Regions from separate parts of the Mus musculus genome. Here regions 1 and 2 are each linked to region 3. Evidence: chromatin contacts called from public HiChIP or PLAC-seq and promoter capture Hi-C data. All regions are on one chromosome and are shown on one strand. Each heading gives the region's core, a stretch centred on a gene start, on an enhancer-like site or on the middle of the called end of the contact. The rest is flanking DNA. Distances are from core to core; before and after follow the strand shown. Region 1 holds the start of Erlin2 (ER lipid raft associated 2). Region 2 holds the start of Plpbp (pyridoxal phosphate binding protein). Region 3 holds the start of Fnta (farnesyltransferase, CAAX box, alpha).

Region 1 (4,316 bases), core at 1,800-4,299, 1.0 Mb before region 3:
ATAGAAATTTAATGTAGAGTGACACGGTTACTCCTTCTCCCTTTCTTCCATCTCAACACTCTAGGAAGCCTGATGGAAAAGTCAGACCATTAGTCAGACCTTTTCCACCAGAGAAGGAAGGATGGAGCCTAAGGAAACCAAAGGCAGCAGAATCCCTGGCTACACATGGGTCCAGAGAGAAGTCTGCCAGGGCGGCTGTGCCTGTGGTGACCACCAGAGCGCTCCACCCAGTTTCAACGAGCAGCATTACTGTTGGAGTCCAGTGACATAGACAATTAAAAGAATAGTTTTGGGGGCAGTGCTCAGGGCACCAGGGCATCACACATTCTAGTATTTGCCATGATGAGCTACACCTTGCTCGCTCCTTACGTAACTTTAGCAGGAAGTGAGAAGACTCCGTGATAGAAGAGGCAAGTGGGATTTAACTAAGGGAGAAGGATCTGCTTTCTCTCACCAAGCTCCAGAATCCTCTGGGGCCTGGCATACGATATCTCACCGTTTCTGAGACGGATCTTGCTACATAGCCCTGGTTTGCCCAGCACCTGCTATGTAGCCCAGGCTGACCTAAAACTCATAGTAATCTTCTTGCCTTAGCCCTAACCCAAGTGGGGAATTACTGGTGCTGAGCCACTATACTGGTTCAAGAATAATTTTAAAGTCATTTCAATACACATAATATATATATAATATATATATTTGACATATAGTCCTAATCAAGTTGTACATGACTGACAAAATTCAAAGCTTTTGGGGGACACGAAAGCAGAATGGTGGAGATAAATTACCAAAGACAGGAAACTCAATAAAAGTTTCCATTTCTTTTTTTAATGTATGTTCTTAAACTCCAGGTCTTGAGTATGTTAGTCAGAAGCTTTTCCACAGAGCTACAACTCTCATTTAATGATCATTTAGAGCTTGCTACTGGCAGTCCACAAATAAGTATTACAGGGCTCATATATGAGGAGGGGTCAAGATGAACATATTGGCACACCCCTTTAATCCTAACACCTCGGAAGCAGAGGCAGGAAGATCTGAGTTCAAGTCAGTCTGGTCTACGTAGAGCATTCCAGGCAAGCCAGAGCTACATAGCGAGACCCTGTCTCAGAGGGGGTGGTGGTGGTGTCATATAGGCTTACAGCAAGGGCTGGGGGTATATTTAGTGGTAGGGCAATTACCCAGCATGCATTAGCCTGTGACTCTGATCCTCAGCACCACAAACCAAACAATTAGTCACGCAAATTCCCCTTCTAAAACCTACAATGAAAACCTTGGTCACAAAAGCCACTGGAAAGAAAGTAATTCGAGATCATTTAGGAGTCATTCCCCGAAAGCTGCCCTGATACAAATCATCCTTAGAGCCTTTACATTTTTTTTGAAACATTCACTTTAAAACAGTCTCTCAAGTTAGCAGAGTACACTTCTCAAGTTGCCATCAAGCACTGGGACTGTGCCAACTTTTGGAGAAGCAGCCTTGCAGGGTGGAGACAAGATTCTTCAGGTGATGAAAGAGAAAACTATGTCAAGAGATGATCTTGGAAGAGCAATGGTTCCTTCAGATTTTGCTTTTAAACCCACAAATTCATATCAGCAGCACCTTAAAATACTAAAGGCAGTTTTAAGTTTATAGACTTAAATAAAGACACGCGTGCACCTTATAAGCGGTGAGGGAGCCATCTGTCTCTGCCTTACCTGTAATATACTCCAATATGTCCCTCTTCTATCTTGTGCACAGCTGAGAAGAGAGATGCACAAAAGAAACTGGAAGCCACGGCCACAACAGCTCCCAACTGAGCCATCAGTGAACCTGTATCCTAGAGAGAAGATATGGGACAATGTGTAGCCTGACGTACAGGAGAGCCACCAAGCTGAAGCTCACGTAAAGTGATTCTGGGGCAGCCTGCTGTAACACACACACACTACTTGCCAGATCTACAACTCACTGTGTCCTTGTTCTCAGTCAACATTCCGTTCCTTAACTGTGGAAGTATAATTCCCATTGAAGCAAGGGGGCATTAGCTCCAGAAACAGCTATACCTAAGAGAGATTTGGTGCCATTTGGGCAAGGTTCAAAACACAGCCTTCTCTCCCCTTCACGTTAACATGTTGTCAACAGAGCCATTTATACTTGTAAGGAAGAGAGGCAGCTGCAGGGTGCTGGCCCAAATTACAGAGGATGTCAAATGACAGGCAGCTGTGGCTATGTATTTCTGGTCAGAGCCTCCTACTTCTAATTGCCTGCCATTTCGAAGGAAACCACCAGTCATTCCCTTAGGACCCTGAGGGGGGGAAGAGAGAGAGGGAGGGAGGGAGAGAGAGAAGAGCAAGCAACTGAGTTCCGACGTAGGATTCTCTCTCTGATCTGTCCTCCACCTTCTCTGTTGTTCCTTTGGACTTAAACGGGACAGATCTCTATGTAAAACTGTAACACATTCTCCCATATCCTTTGCCCCCGCAAGCCCCATGGTTATAGGAAACTGGAAATGTCTCAGGCTGGAGACTCTGGACTACTCCGAAGTGAGGGTGGGGTGGGGTGGGGTGGGATGTCCCCAAATGTCCAGGGTCCCAGATGCCACAGAGTTACATGTAGACACTCATTTCCTGAACCCTGAAGGATCTGGAAAACACTACAGTGACGGACGTGCACACCGGGCACAGGGCACGGAGTCCACCTCTCAGGTCTGACTAATTTACTTATTTTTTACCGTAGCGGCCTTCAGCTACCGAGCAGCAGGAGTGTCCTCTCTGCAAATGTCCTCACTACCACCCCAAAGCCACCTCTTGCCCTTTCCCCGCCCTCCTCCGCGAGGCAGACACGGCCGAGAGCTTCCGCTCGGACCCGTGGGCAGGGGACTGGACTCCCGGGTGGGCGAGCTGAGGGGGCTCAGGACGTCAGCTCCAGCCGCGCCCACCCCCCGAGCCTCAGCGATGCCGAGCGTGCACGGAGGGGCGGCGGCCGCGTACCAGGCTGTCCCTCCAGGCGCTCCGTACACAGCCGAACCCCCGTGCAACCGTAGAAACCGCCACACCCCTCAGCACCCTACTTCCTTCCGGGCCAGTCGCTTCGATGACGCCATCAGTCCGCGCGCGCGCAAAAAATAAAAAAAATAAATAAATAAAAAGAAGACCCCGCCCACACCACACCCCTGTGCTCGTCCGGCCGCTCCGCCCCCTCGCGCTGCGAGCCGCAGTGTTCGGCGGTGGCGCCAGGGGACGCTCGCGAGCTGGCACACTGGCTGCGCACCTAGGCTTGCGGGTTTTAGGATGCCCAGGGCTGGCAGAGCGGGCTCCGGACACCAAGGCTCTGGTATCACCTTCCGAGGCGCTGGCTTCGGAGGTTGCTAGAGATTCTCCTTCGCTTCAAGTCCGAGCTGGATTTCTTTTCTTCTTCCGGAGCCGGGATCAATGCGATGCAGCGTTCTTGTCCTTCTGCTCGCTTCTTTTCCTGCTGCATTAGCCGAAGGAAACTTTCAAAGGTGCAGATTATGACGTCGCCAGTCAACAGTCCTACTCTGAGTTGCCCTTTATACTTTTCTGAGAGCTTTGTTTGGCCTTGAGGTCCCCACAGCAACATAAAGTAATTAACAAGGAATTATTGTTCCGATTTTTAATGAACGGATTCTGAAATCTGTGAGTGCTGAGGTCAACAGCAGTTGTTGAAAACTTAGCATTTCCTTAATAGTTCGGGCTTCCTGTCTTGCTTAACACATGCCATGGTGAGCTTTTGTCTGTCATCTGCACCCCCCCCCCCCCGGGGGGGTATAGCAGACCAGGAAGAAAACGTTTTTCCTAGCCTAAAGCCCTCACATGACCTCACCCTGCCATAGCGTTACCTTTGGACATTCATACTGGGCCTTTTCTCCGTTTTGTCCTGGGGCTGGAACTAAGGGCTTTATGGCTGTCCTCTATCCCCAATCTGCTTCTTTAGCAGGAAATTTCTAAACCGGCCACTGCAGTCATTTTGTTTGCAGGCCAGGAAGTGCCCACTTTAACTCCTGCTTTTAGTACATGAAAAGGCTTTTCCGTACAGTAGATGGCCAGTGGTCAATGTCCGACGATTTTAGGACTCAGGAAAAGAAGAGTAAAGGAACCCCTTTGTCTTCTCCCAAAAGCCAAGGCACTGAAACTGAATTCAAAGTTCCGGGAAGCCAGATGTTTGGTGACAGCAGAAGAAAAGCAGCTGCCCCCAATCCCAGACACCCAGTGGCTGCAGAAGAAGACAACAGACCAAGTAGTTTCAAAACAGCTTGTCTAAGGGACCCAGCAAACTCCCCATTCTGCCCCTAAAGATCCCCCTCCCACTTCCCGATTCTTAGCTA
Region 2 (4,172 bases), core at 394-2,893, 1.0 Mb before region 3:
TATATACACACACTTATATATACATGCACATAACACACATGCACTTGTACATACATGCATATAACACATATTCACACATACTTGTACATACATAAATGTAACACACACACAAATTTTTTATCAAGGATACAGTAACAGTGGCATAAGGTCTGCTTAGCATTTGTGAGGTTCTGAGTTGTATCCTTAGCACCAAAAAAACCCATACAAACAAAGTAAAACAAAACCCAGCAGCATCCTTCATGAAGGGAAGGCAACATCCTGTTTAGCAGGGAGGTCACTTCTGGCTTCTGATACACGAAGGTAAATAGTTTAGAAACTCATTTTGGTCCTGATGTAATTATTAATAACGCTTCCACTCACCCTGGAAGAGGCTCAATTGAGATAAAGACATACACTGCCTTGTTCAGTCTATGAATCAACCAACAGTCAGCAGAGTTGACAACGAGACACCCACAACTCAGTGTTCAGGATTAGATTCACGCAAAGTCTCCTCACATCCATTACATAAAATGAAGGGTTTCCCTGCTTTCCTTACGTCTACCCCACCGTTTCTGAGACTGTCACAGAACCACAGTGCTCTCAAGGACTTGGAGACGTCACATCAATTACCACACGGTCTCCTGCTGCCTCCTTCTGAGGGACTGACTGTGTCTAATTCCTAGTGTGATGATGAACTAACTGGAGGCTTCCAGAGACAAATCGGTCAAGCAGGCCTAACTCCCGAGGCGGGCTGCATTAGGGAAATCCCGAGAACTCCGGTACCAGGAAGGTGGTAGGAACTCCCAAGGCTCTCTTAATTTCCTTCCCCTGTGAGGAACCCTAGCTAGGGCTAGAGTAGTTAACTGGACATGCCCAGACATCAGGTAAGAGAAGACTATGTTAATTCAGCCTTCGGTTTTCAGGCATCATTTTGAAATCTCAGACCATGAACACTAGATCAGAAAGGAAAGGTGTTTGATTTTTTTTTTTTTTCTGTCTCACTTCACATAACGTAGCTTAATTTGCATGGAGAAAAGCAGATACTGGCACCGGTCTAGAAGTCCAATGGGGGACATAACAACCATACGAAAATAACAAACGCTTGTGACAGGGCACCTGACAGCTCCCGCCCGCTCTGTGTGTGTCAAGTTCACGCGCAGCTAGACCACGGCTCGCGGCCGCCGCAACGCACGTGATCGCGGGTGGACACGGCCCTCCCAGGGCTCTAGTACCGTGGTGACGAATGGCGTGGTGGTACCGAGGGCAATGACGAATGGCGAGACGCCTGGATACGAGTCACTTGCCCTAAATGAACACCTTTCTCCAACCAAGCCAACCTCCCGGCAAGTCCCGATCCTCAAGGCCAGACCGACCGCCATGGAAACCCAGCGATCCCCTCTGCAGCCCCCGCCCCTCCGGGAGCCCCTTCTGCGTCACCGTGACACCTCGTCCCACGTAGGTGTCCCCCTTCCAGCCCTCCCCAGTGCCCTTCCGCCGGTCCTCACCCGCGGCCGCCGCGCCACACTCTGCTGGACTCGCTCGTTCACGGCCCGCAGCGCGAACCCGACTCCCAGCTCCGCCGTCATGCTGCCACCTCTCAACATTCCCAAGAGGATGCCCGGAGGACCCGCGACTCACCGAGCCCACCTTCCGGTCCCGCCCCCTTCCTGAGAGGTCCAATCGCCGCTCACCATCCAGCCACTTCCCCAGCGGAGGTTGGCCACCCAGGCGGGCGCCATCTTGGGGAAGGCGGAGGTTACCCGGACTGAAAGCCTCCTAGGGAGTTCAAGGGCTGGGCGGGCCGGTATAAACCAAGACATTAAAGTAACTTTCATTCATCCGTTCCGTTCCTTTCCTTTTTCCTTTCTTCTTTTCCTTTCCCTTCCCTCCCCTCTCCTTCCCATTTTTAAATTTCTTTCGAGACAGGGCTTCTCTGTGTCCTGGCTGTCCTGGAACTCATTCTCTAGATCAGGGTGGCCTTGAAATCCCAAGTGCTGGGTCTAAAGGCGTGTGCCACCACTGCCCAGCTATTATTTCTTTTTTAAAATATTTATTTTATGTGCGTTGATTTGTTTTGTCCTCATGTATGTATGTGCATGCACCGTCGTATCTGTGGTGCCATGGCCAGGAGAGTTTTGGATCTCGACCTGATGGTTGTGAGCCATCATGTGTGCTGGGGACAGAATTCTGGTCCTTTGCAAGAGCAACAGGTGCACTTGACTACTGATCCATCTCTCCAGCCCCCTTTTAATTTAAATATTTTTATTTATATTTTTGTTGTGTGGGTGTTTCCCCTGAACGTTAAGTCTGTGAACTGCCACAGAGGTCAGAGGAGGGCATAGAACTCTCTGGAACTGATGAGTGGATAGATGGGTGCTGGGTTCTGAACCTCTATAAGAGCAGTAAGTGCTCTCTCTCCATTCCCAGACTTTAGGAGTAATGATATTGAAGGTAAATGCCTCTTCATATACTGCTGTCACCACAGTGAAAAAAACCCCAAAACCTGAAAGGGCCCAGAAGGCTGTTACAGAGTGAGCCTAATGAGAAGCTGGCTGTGGAGCTGCAGTTGGGAAGTACTAGTCAGGAATAAGTGGGTCAAGTTTAAAGGGTTCGTGAAGGCTGGGATGGACGTGAAGTCAAAGAGATGCTCTGCTTCAAAAAATTGAAGGTGATAAGACAGGTCAGGGGTCAGAGGCGCTTGCTGTCCAAAGTCATATGGTGGAAGGAGAAAGCAGACTCCTGCAGATCTCCACATGAATGCCAGGGTGTCTGAGCATGTGCGCATGCACAAGGATGTATACATACATATGTACACAGATGTAAAAATGAGACCTATAAATACTACAGATTTAGGGTGGGGCCTCTATCTATCTATCTATCTATCTATCTATCTATCTATCTATCTATCTACCTACCTACCTACCTACCTACCTACCTACCTATCTGCACATATACATAAACACACACAGAACCTACTACTACTGTTTTGCTAAATGGACATGGCAGCAAACTGTCTTCAGAATATTTATATCCACAGGTTAGTGCTGACCTCAGCCTTGGATAAAGAAGCTGTTTGTGTTACAATGGATAATGATTAACAGAGTCACAACTGGTCAAAGTGCTCAAAATAAATGACTATTGAACCCTATCAGAGCATCTGTGCTACCTCCTTCAAGGTTCAAAGAACCTCTTGGAAGAGGGGGGGGATATGGAAAAAAACAAAACAAAACTAAGAGCCAGAGGGTAGTAGGGAGGTGTAGTGTGAACTGCTATATCTCCTGTGCCCATTACCAACGGCGACAGCTGTGGTCACCTGTGCAGGACTGGGGCTGTGAATGAGGCGGGAGCTCCTGAGGATCGTGGGACAGCTGTGCTTACTGAGGAAGGGGAGCCATATTTCTCAGTGGTGTTGCTACTAGAAAGTTGCCCTTGCCTAAATAACTCACAGCTCAGGCTTATGCAAGCAACCCTACTTAAAAGAAAAATAAAACGTAGGGGAACAGGATGATGTGCCAGAGGGGTGATATCTAGGGAAGGCTGCCCCCTTTTCATAGGAAGGGGGAAGGAAGAATGGAGGGAGGAGCTGTGTGTGTGTGTGTGTGGGGGGCCTGGGAAGAGAGAAGGGGCTGATATTGGAATATAAAGTGAATAGATAAATAGTAAAGAAAAATAACATAATTCATTAAGTAAACTCAGTTTTAGTGAATTTTTTTTTTTAAGTAAGAAGGGGGCTTGATGGGAAGAAAAGTTTGATGGGAGGGTAAGGGATTAAGATGCTAATGTGTGTGTGGGGGTTATGGTCAAAGTGCAAATTGTGAAAGAACCATTTTCAAAAAGAAAGGAAGCACAGTGTAAGAAAAACATAAGAAAACAACAATGAAAAACATGGTGGGAAGCGCACGCCTTTAATCCCAGCACTCGGGAGGCAGAGGCAGGAGGATTTCTGAGTTCAAAACCAGCCTGGTCTACAGAGTGAGTTCCAGGACAGCCAGGGCTATACACAGAAACCCTGTCTCGACACCCCCCCCCCCAAAAAAACCCCCAAAACCAACCAACCAACCCCCCCCCAAAAAAAAACCAAGAAAACTATGTTGTGGCAGGGTGGGGGAGAGGGAGATGGCTCAGAGGTTAAGAGCACTGGCTGCTCTTGAGGAGGACCCTGCTTGATTCCAGCAAACAAGGAACAACTCAAA
Region 3 (4,304 bases), core at 907-3,406:
GACATACCTCCAACAAAGCCGCACCTACTCCAACAAGGCCAGACCTCCTAATCCTTCCCAAACAGCTCCACCAACTGGGGAGGAAGCATTCAAACATGAGCCTCTGGAGGCCATTCTCATCCAAACTGCAGTGATCTATGAAAGATACTTCTTAACAATCATGCCGAGTAAGCCACTTACAAGTTTTAAGTCCTTTTTATTGATGTCAGACCAAGAGCAGGCTTATGCCTCTGAAATCTCTTGGTGCTCATGCTAGGGTTAGAGGGCTCTTAAAGACAGAAACCGCAAAGACTAGTTTACATCAACGTTAGATGGGAGTCAGTGTGATCTTAAAACATTTATTCCTGGCAGAGCATAGTAATTATTTTAGATATAACATGTCAATTATTTTTGACATTTCTAGTTATTTCAGTTTACTAATTACTTTGACTGATACATCTAGGCCATAGAAATCCCAAACATATTGTCAAGGCAGATGTGACCATTAGAGGGAGGAGGGTAGGGGGCTGAGAACTGTCTAAGCAAAGTAAAATGCAGTCAGGACAGGATAGCCTCCCCCTAGTCATCTCAGAGTCCCGGCTGCTGAGACCCCTCTCCCTCGGACTCCTGTGTGCCTGCTGGATCCTGTTAGATACGGACTGAGTGAGGGGAAGAGCTCCTTTGTTGTGGACACTTACCGAATACATTTCGAATAAACAGAACTTTCATCTGCACTGGAAAATACAAATCCATTCCACCCTAGTTCCCAACCTATGGAAGGTCTTAAGGGAGAATCCAGAGAACAAAGGGAATTTCTTTTAAGTTCCCCCAAAGGTGGGCTCCCTTCTGGCAGGTAAGTCTCAGTCTCTCTCTCTCTCTCTCTCTCTCTCTCTCTCTCTCTCTCTCTCTCTCTCTCTCTCTCTCTCTCTCTCTCTCTCTCTCTCTCTCTCTCTCTCTCTCTCACACACACACACACACACAAACCACAAGGTAATGAGTAAATAATATATCCACCTGCCTCTGCCTCTGCCCCTCTGCCTCTGCCTCTGCCCCTCTGCCTCTGCCTCTGCCTCTGCCCCTCTGCCTCTGCCCCTCTGCCTCTGCCCCTCTGCCTCTGCCTCTGCGCCTCTGCCTCTGCCCCTCTGCCTAAGTGCTGGGATTACAGGCATGTGCCACCACTGCCCAGCCAATACTAGCATTTCTAAATCCTGGGTTTGATCACTAGCACAGCTGCACTGAGAAACTCAGCACAGAAAAGTTGGTTTGACTGATAACACCTGTGGGCTATTAGGATGTGGGGAAACTTCAGCTAAGATCACATACCGACCTCTGTTGGAATCCCAAAAGTCCCTTTTCTACCCTATAAAACCTCCAAGGCCCATGACCATCCTTGGATTTTTTTCTAATTAAAGGACAGTATGCTTATAAAGACATTTGTCTCTTTTATTCCCACTTTGCCTCAATCGGTTCTGATTTAAGAACCTTCCCTAGAATATATGGTGACCAGACACTATGGTCTTTGCGCTGCTGCGAATGAACCTGGTGCCTATTGTATAGTAAATATTTGTTAATTGAATATATCTATTCTCTATATTTAGAAAGGAGTTCTGCACAGATCCAAATTTAATTCCAAAGACACCCCCCGGATTAATAAAATGCTGCTATTTTATTATAGGATTATATAAACGCCTAGCACTGAAAAACATGTAAAGTGTGAAAGAATGTAAAGACCCTTTTAAGGTTAAAGTGGAAGCCTGAGGGGGGAAAGAGGTGGCTGGCTGTGCACCGTTTGCAATTCTTCACACTCCTAAGATGGTCCAAAAGAAGGGGGCCGCTGGGGACTGGAGATGTAACTCAGTGGTAGAGCACATGCCTAGCATGTGCAAGTCTTCCGGTTCCATCCTAAGCGTTGAAAAAGAAACAAAAGCAAGGAAACAGAAAAGTTACCCAACAAAGGAAACAACAACTAATAACACTGCTTGCCAATTAGCACCTAAAGGCCTCTGAAAACCTGCATTCGGGAAGGGGGCCCTGGAAACACAGCAGCGAGGACAGTAGGTATTCAGGCCAGGCCTCCGGGCCGGGCCCTCTACCCCACGCCTCTATGGTAGGACCCGAGGAACCGGAAGTGGGCCTCGCCGGGGGCGGGGCGGGCCGCGGAGGGGGCGGGGCCTCCACCACCACCTCTGCTGCGGACGGAGGCGAGATGGCGGCCACCGAGGGGGTCGGGGAATCTGCGGCAGGCGGCGAGCCGGGACAGCCGGAGCAGCCGCCGCCCCCGCCTCCGCCGCCGCCAGCACAGCAGCCGCAGGAAGAAGAGATGGCGGCTGAGGCCGGGGAAGCGGCGGCGTCCCCTATGGACGACGGGTTTCTGAGCCTGGACTCGCCCACCTATGTCTTGTACAGGTAACGCCCTCCTGCGGGCCGCGGCGCCAGAGGCCCGGGGCTGAGTGCGAGCGACGACGACGCAGCTCGGCGGACGGGGGCGCCCTCCGAGTCCGCGCCGCGCAGCCCCGGGTGGCCGCAGGCTGCGGCGGCGCTCTTCTGAAGCTAGGGTGCGGTGACACTTCCGTGGTCCCGCAGTGCTGCCCTGCTGAGAGCCGTGCATCATCCGAAAGGCGCCCTTTTGACAGCTCGCTATGGGATAATGTCACTTAAGCGGCCAGATCTGCTCTTTACAAACACTGTCGGGCCTTTGCGTGCCTTCTGCTGCCTGGAGAGAACTTTCCTGCCTTTCCTTCATCTTGGCCACTGTGCACATCCCTTCTGTCTTCCTTTCCATGTCCCCTAGTTCCTTGTCAAAAAGTACTTACTGTTTTTTGTAGTTCTACCTAAACCCTTTAGGTGACTCATTTGCCAGGCTTTCAGGAATGAGTGAAAGGCATTATAGAGGTTTCTGCAGTTGGATGACTTGAGATTGGTTGTGGGGTCCCATAGCTTCAGAACTTTCCTCTGATTTATGAATTATGTTCTTCGGATGGCTGATTTCCGAAGAACTAAATGACCGTGTTTGCCGTGCCTCTCTCCAAACTATAGGATATATATATATACATATATACATACATATGTATATATATATATATATATAAAATTAGCAGGTCATTCTTTTCCCCATATTCTTACATAAGGGATGCAATTTCAAGGTTAACTGCGTACCACAAATGTCTGCTGTCAGTAACTGATTAGTATAGAGAAGAAGAAAAGAATGTAAGTCAAGGCTGGCCACACTGAGCAGTTCATGGAAGTCTCCAGAAGTGCCAGTTGTTGCAGTCATACTGTTGTTTTGAGACTGTTCCCTGGATTGTTAGCATGCATACAGTATGCTATGCAGGTTTTAAGTACTCAAAATTATTCCTTCTCAAAGTTGCCTTCCAAAGTTGACTGGTAACATTATCTTCATCTTATAAATGAAGAAACCAACATCCAGGCAGATTAATGACTTCACACAGGAAGTTGTAAAGCTAATATTCTGGCTTAGGCAACTGTCAGATTCCAGAGCCTTCTCTCCCTCATGCTAGGCAGGCATCTCCACATGCCAGGCCCTCCCTCTGCCTAACAAGTCCCTCTGTAGTGACAATAACTCATAATGCTTCCTTGGACTTTGGGGGGAGTGTTGAAGTATCACATGTAGGACTTTGCGCCTGTGTTCTACCTCCTGAGATACATCCCCAGTCCTAATTTGAGTTTAAAAGGTTAGTTCCTACTAAAATGCATGTTTAAAAAAAAAATACTAACTCCAGAATCTTACTAAGTAAATGGGGGAGGCTAATTTTTAAGTTAAACCTTGGATACTTTCTAGAAGACCACATTTTGCCACACCATAAATTTGAAATTGTTGATTTATTAACTTTTATTTTTTAAAAATAGGCGTTTTCAGCCAGTTGGTGGTGGTGCATACCTTTAGTCCCAGCACTCGGGAGGCAGGGGCAGGTGGATCTTTTGTGAGTTCAAAACCAGCCTGGTCCACAGAGCAAGTTCCAAGGCTACACAGAGAAAACCTTGTTTTCGAAAAACCAAAAAAAAAAAAAAAAAAAAAAAAAAAAAGAAAGAAAGAAAAGTATTTTACTGTATGTGTGTGTGTGCCTTGTGTATGTCCAACCATTAAGATCTCCATTTGATTGAATGATTATTACCAATTAAAAACAAACAGAAACAAAAAACAAAAAAGCACCAGAATTGTTTTTCGTCTAACATGTTTGCATATAATCATGGGGAACATGTCTGTTTTCAGGGACAGAGCAGAATGGGCTGATATAGACCCAGTGCCCCAGAATGACGGCCCTAACCCAGTGGTCCAGATCATCTACAGTGAAAAGTGTAAGTTT

The links. Promoter capture Hi-C pulls out the DNA fragments that hold promoters and counts their contacts. HiChIP or PLAC-seq counts read pairs in DNA pulled down with a chosen protein or histone mark.
Region 1: a promoter capture Hi-C map of hematopoietic stem and progenitor cells shows a contact between it and region 3. The contact joins the promoter of Erlin2 here to the promoter of Fnta in region 3. A contact is called at or near these places in 11 of 39 promoter capture datasets (the 3T3-L1 cell line, 3T3-L1-derived adipocytes, the C10 cell line and 8 more), 1 of 484 Hi-C or Micro-C datasets (myeloid progenitors), 6 of 115 datasets of contacts at active chromatin or transcription factors (cardiomyocytes, large pre-B cells, oligodendrocyte precursor cells and 3 more) and 2 of 9 other capture datasets (embryonic stem cells and liver).
Region 2: an HNF4G HiChIP or PLAC-seq map of pancreatic cancer cells shows a contact between it and region 3. The contact joins the promoter of Plpbp here to the promoter of Fnta in region 3. A contact is called at or near these places in 6 of 39 promoter capture datasets (the 3T3-L1 cell line, embryonic stem cells, hippocampal neurons and 3 more), 3 of 484 Hi-C or Micro-C datasets (B cells, cortical neurons and myeloid progenitors), 4 of 115 datasets of contacts at active chromatin or transcription factors (astrocytes, embryonic stem cells, pancreatic cancer cells and 1 more) and 1 of 9 other capture datasets (liver).

The regions. Positions count from the first base shown.
Region 1 is chr8:27,022,552-27,026,867 of GRCm38.p6, reverse strand. It overlaps Erlin2 (ER lipid raft associated 2), which reads right to left and starts at 3,049. Exons shown (of 12, transcript NM_153592.3): 1 at 2,962-3,049; 2 at 1,690-1,811. The coding sequence starts at 1,796.
Region 2 is chr8:27,040,026-27,044,197 of GRCm38.p6, reverse strand. It overlaps Plpbp (pyridoxal phosphate binding protein), which reads right to left and starts at 1,643. Exons shown (of 8, transcript NM_054057.4): 1 at 1,485-1,643. The coding sequence starts at 1,583.
Region 3 is chr8:26,013,462-26,017,765 of GRCm38.p6, reverse strand. It overlaps Fnta (farnesyltransferase, CAAX box, alpha), which reads left to right and starts at 2,156. Exons shown (of 9, transcript NM_008033.4): 1 at 2,156-2,385; 2 at 4,211-4,296. The coding sequence starts at 2,186.